2 separate regions of the Oryzias latipes genome follow, and region 1 is linked to region 2. Evidence: chromatin contacts called from public Hi-C data. All regions are on one chromosome and are shown on one strand. The core of a region is the stretch at or near the end of the contact, and the rest is flanking DNA. Distances in the headings are between cores, read along the strand shown. Region 1 holds the start of slc39a1 (zinc transporter ZIP1). Region 2 holds the start of LOC101169428 (E3 SUMO-protein ligase PIAS1).

What was found. Hi-C and Micro-C count contacts between places; a contact is called where the count stands out from the background.
Region 1: a Hi-C map of embryo shows a contact between it and region 2, with 2.7 times the contacts expected there. The contact joins the promoter of slc39a1 here to the promoter of LOC101169428 in region 2. A contact is called at or near these places in 2 of 5 Hi-C or Micro-C datasets (embryo and fibroblasts).

The regions. Positions count from the first base shown.
Region 1 is chr3:12,716,986-12,719,685 of ASM223467v1, forward strand. It overlaps slc39a1 (zinc transporter ZIP1), which reads left to right and starts at 1,316. Exons shown (of 4, transcript XM_023953098.1): 1 at 1,316-1,580. The coding sequence starts at 1,466. tmem208 (transmembrane protein 208) reads right to left here and starts at 409. Exons shown (of 6, transcript XM_023953097.1): 1 at 240-409. The coding sequence starts at 245.
Region 2 is chr3:12,503,306-12,506,005 of ASM223467v1, forward strand. LOC101169428 (E3 SUMO-protein ligase PIAS1) reads right to left here and starts at 1,363. Exons shown (of 13, transcript XM_023953063.1): 1 at 1,177-1,363. The coding sequence starts at 1,200.

The DNA of each region.
Region 1 (2,700 bases), core at 66-2,565, 210 kb after region 2:
TACTTTGTAGAAAAACAGCAACTAACTTATTAATTTCCTGACAGATCAGAAAGTACCTGAAGCACCTCATGAATAACCTCAGTGCTCCTCTTTCTAGGAATGAATGGAGAAATTAATGCTGCGGTGAGTCCCGACGAACAGGAGCACCAACCACCACCACAGGCAGCAGGTGCTGGGGAAACTTGAAAGTTCGTGTCACTGTGAACCAGTGGTTTGTACTTTAGTGTCTGTTTTCTCACCGCCATGATCTCTCTGCTGTTAATCTCTTCCGCAGCGTCTTCTGATTCCCCACCGTCTCCACAGCTCGTCACGCTCCACCATCAAAAAAACAAAAAAGCATCTAACTGGGCACCGACATTTCTTTAAACACATCAGCATTCAGAAGCTTTACTGTTCCGGCGCATGAATATGTCGTCATCACCCCGCTCTTCAAAAAAGTTTTATCATAAAACCCGTGAACATGGCGCCATCTGCTGACCGTCGTCATTTAAATACATATAAGCAGAAAAGGAATTTTATTTTATTTTACTTTACTAATGATATTCAGGCAGCCTAATAAAAGATAAAAAGAAAGAAATTCAAGGAAATATAGGTATACAAATGAGAGGGGGACATTTTTATAATTAAACACCAGACGTTTCATATTATGGAGTCCTATACTGTTCATAATTAAACAAATAAATATGACCTCATGCAAATACACATTCAACCAATTAATCTGTCATAAACATATAAGAAGATCATGAAATTGTGAAAAACCTGCACACTGATTTTAAATTAGCCATTATATTATCAAATATATTTCATTTTGCTTTAAAAACCTGTTCATTATTTTAAAACAGCATTTTAAAATATTCATTTTAATCAATGCTGAATATTATTATAAGTCTATGTCTTTTTCCAGACCCTTCAAAATCAATATTTTCCAAAGTACTTTGTTTTTATTTCACATTGCTTTTTTTCAGAATGACTTATTTATTTCATGAAGAGCTCTTTCAGCAGAATGTCCCAGAATTGTCCCAGTGTTATGTATTATTATTATTATTATTATTATTATTATTATTATTATTATTATTATTATTATTATTATTATTATTATTATTGATGTAGATATTATTAATAGTAATATTAATGTTAATAATAATGTTAATGTTCGTGTTATTGTTATTATTATTATTACTATTAATATTTATTATTATTATTATTATTATTATTATTATTATTATTATTATTATGTAGTTTAAGTGTTTACGTTCAAAAAGCAAAACAAAAACTTGCAACAGACTCTTTTTGACCCTTCGCGCTCGCTGTAGGTTCATTCTGAAAAAAACAACACCAACAGCGGTAGCTCTCCTCGCCTCAGTGAGGTTTTCGTTGCCCACTCGTGATGTCGTTGGTGTGTTGACAGGCTTCACATGTTTTCCCTGCTGGGTGGCAAACCTCACTCGTACTAAAAACTGAAAAAATGGAATACCTCCTTCAAGTAAAAATCGGAGCTTTGATCGGTTTGCTGTTGTTAACTCTTCTTTTTGGATTCATCCCTGCTAAAGTCAAATGGTTCAGGCAAACAAACGGATCAGGTAGGTGAATGTTTTTTTTTTTTTGGTGTACATATTGGTAGCTATTAACGGATTTGTTAACTTTGTATCTACAGTTTTGATCGTTGTCATCCAAACATGAAAAATTTCTCTGAACTTCATGAGCTTTCCACGTCGAAAAGCTAACGTTTTGTTTTTGGATTGCTATTTTTTTTAAATATATATTTAAAACCTGTAAAATCACTATTCTGCGTTGTTTTAATTGTTCCATTCAGATAATCGTTTCCCAAATCTTTAAATTAAAATACATTTGGGCGTATAAATAGTTCCAAGATACATAAATTACACGATTAAACAGCATTATATTTACTAATCATTTCCCTTAAAGATTACTTGACGTCGACAATTGTTCCTGATTGAATCAAACACGGTTGGGAAATAGGAAGGGGTGAAGAGATAACGAAAGCACTGATAAATCAACTTTTGGGGCGGCTTCTGATTGCCTGTGGAGGTGATGTGATTAAAAGCTCTTGACTGTTCTCATTTGACTGAGAAGCTGATCGATCGCCTTTAGTCTCGCTCCAAGTCCTGGCAGAAGTCACGTGATCATGAGGGTGAAGCCCGAGGCGGAAAGCTCTCAGAACACGTGATCACATCAAAATCATTGAGTTCAAACCAGATGGAGAACATAAGACTGATTGTATAGAAGTGAAAGCATCGTTTTTTTCTGCTACATCCGTGTTTTTATGAAGCTCTGACTCATGCTGACCTCTCTACTCCAGTCACATGATTCTCAATTGGTAAACGAACTTTTTTGTATTGTTTTTTTTTTTATTGTTGTAATTAACAATCTTAAATACACAACATATCATATATTCTCTATTATGTGACAACTAATTAATAAAAAGAAGTAAAAAAATCCTTTTATTTTAGTTTATATCTTCTTTTTTTAACCAGACAGTGTCATTGAGATTCCTCTTTTTTAATGGACCAAGAGGCCCATGCAACACCAACAACAAAAAGTTCATACTAAGTAGACCAATAATTTGTTCAAAGAATAGGTAAAGCTACAAACAGTGATAAGCCAATGATTGCATTTCCATGTCTTTCAAAGGACATGAGTCTTAAACACACAGGAGTTTGGCGTTTACAGTCCCCATTC
Region 2 (2,700 bases), core at 113-2,612:
GACTTTGGGTTTCCTGTGTGAACAGTATCTGTGTGGTTTAGACAAACTGTGACGTTCTGACGGACTTCTCCCTTTCTCTTGCCATACTGTGATTAAAAAAAAAGAATTTGAACTGCAATCCCAGCTTCTGGAAGGAGGATTGAACATTGACAAGATGGGCAAAACCCTGCAGAATTCCAAGCTGGGAAGCTTTGTTCCACAAGCACACCGGGCTTGTCAACTGAAGCACAAAAACCCAGCAGCAGTTGTGTTGTCTTCTTTTCACAGTGTGCGGCGGAACAGCAGCACCTGGCTCAGACTGAGCAGCATGTATGGATCGGCAGATTCTGTGCAGCCAGTGGAAACACACAGGGGAAGCGTCTATAAATAGCGCAGGTTTGGGATCGATACCTGCTGGATGGATGTGCTCTGAGAAATTACTCGAAATCAAGAGTCAGAGTGTCCAGCTGCGCGGCTCGTGACGGCCGCTCGCCGTATAACCGGATCGCGGAGCTGATAGCGGCTAACGGAGGCACCGTTACACGGAGAGACGGGTTTTAATAGGCGAGCATCAACAGGTAGTCTCTCTCTCTCTCTCTCTCTCTCTCAGGTCAGATCGACCCGGCGGGAGACTTTACCTGCAAACAAGCACGCGCTCACCTCGGATTCAAAAAAAGAAAGAAAAAAAGTAGGGTTTGTGTGACAAACTTAGTCCTGCCCAAAGAATATAAGATATGGTTGTTTTTTGTTGTTTGTTTTTTAAATCTGCATTCGCGGGCATGGCGCCGCTGTCATGATGTGTAAACCGCGGCTCAGTCAGACGATATTTTGATTGAAATGTTGCTTTATTAAGGAGCACTCGTTTTCTTCGTAGCGTGTGTGAGTTTTGTTTTGTTGTGTTTGTTTTTTCCCCACAACAGAAGGAACTGTGGTAATAAATACAAAAGCGGCAGCCGCCCCCAAACGAGCTGCGGGGCTCTAACTAGCGCTCCTCACATTTAAACATAAACATGCTGATGCTCGGGCGAGAGCTGGCGCTCGCCAATTCAAAAAAGTTAATGCTGCTTTTGGCTCGTAAATCCAACATCTGGCAAGATTTCACAACCCCGTGGATAACTGTACCTAAAAAGTGGACGACACAGCCGGCGCCTGCATCATAAGCGGGTTAATTTGTGATGATTTAAGGCTGCGCCTTACCTTCAGTTCCGCACTCTCCGCCATCTTCTATGGATTTGCGCAGGCGTTGTGAGGTGTTGTCACGTGACTGGGACGCACAGATCGGGTGGTGAATGCGCATGCGTATGATCACAAAACGAGAGGAAAGTATGGATAATTTTGTAATTACCTTGATCCATCAGCAAATCATAATGATACTTGTTTTGTTTTGTTTTTCCTGAATTTTTGTTTCAGTTTTATTTCCCATTTATTTAGTTTGAAGGAAAGTAAACTAAGAATAAGGTCTACCTGACATAACCCTAAAAATAAGCTCTGGATTCCTAATTTGTGTAATTATTTTTGTTGTTGTTCAGTAATTACAAATTGCTTTTTTGTTAATTCACCTAATTTTGATTGTTTTGTCGTGTTTAGCTGTTAAATAAAAAATGACCTAAGTTAGCAAAAATAGATTAGAATGTATTATAAAATGATCAGCAGTTAAAGTGTTTCAGTTTGAAAACCTTTTGTGCTTGAGAAAAAAAAACAGTTTATTTAATTGTATAAACAGAAGTTAAACTCCAGACAGAGCCAAAGATCATGACAAAATATTATTAAGTTAACTGAGGTAGACCCACAGCAAGTAATACACTTAAAGGTAATTTTATTAAGTAGAAGTATTGTAAGTATACTATTGACCATGTACTAGATGAATACTTTTTCAGACTAAATTGACACATAGGAAGTTTACAATATGTAAACTTAGCACAAAAATAAAGGACATTTGTGTTTATTCAAATTATGTTTGGGTTTATTGTTGTAACGATTCTCCTTAGAAATAGAATGTGTCAGTTTAATAAGTATCTTTTTTTCCCTATAAATAGTCCACATTTGACAGGACTTTGCATTTGGGAAGAGCAGCAGAGCTGGGTTTGCAGGTTGCACCCATGAATAATGAGCCAAAGCCTCTCTGCCAATGACAAACAGCTTATATTACGGTTGCTATCTTCTCTTGTTCTGAGATCTGGTAGCCTCAGGTGCTGCCAGTCAAGGAGTTGGCATCACCTGTGAGCCTGCCGCTCTGCTACAGTGGTCAATATGTTTCTTCTCCAAGAATGAGAATGCATCATTTGACTATTCTGGATAGTGCCCATGAAAAAAAAAAGGCAAGTTTAAGATAAAGTACAACAAAACCAAAGAGGATGGACCAAACACGTAAAAAAGTAGAATAAGCTGTAAGGCAAAGAAGGCTGGACACAAATAAAGAGCTCTGCTGATCATCTAATGCACGTTTCTCACAGATGTGACATCATTTAAAAAGGATATAAACAAGCATTTCAGTGATATTAGATTTACAGCAACAAAACATAATTTTTTTAATTGAAAAAATACACTAGTAAACACAAAATCCTTAAGAAGTGGGGGCAGTTTAGAAATGCAAAACAACTATCCCCCCACTTTTGTACTCTGCACGATGAATCTGCAAGCTTTGTACAAAGGGTTACAAGGGCACAAAAAAAACTCATACAGTGGCACCAGGCAAATGCTCAACTTTCAATATTTACATAT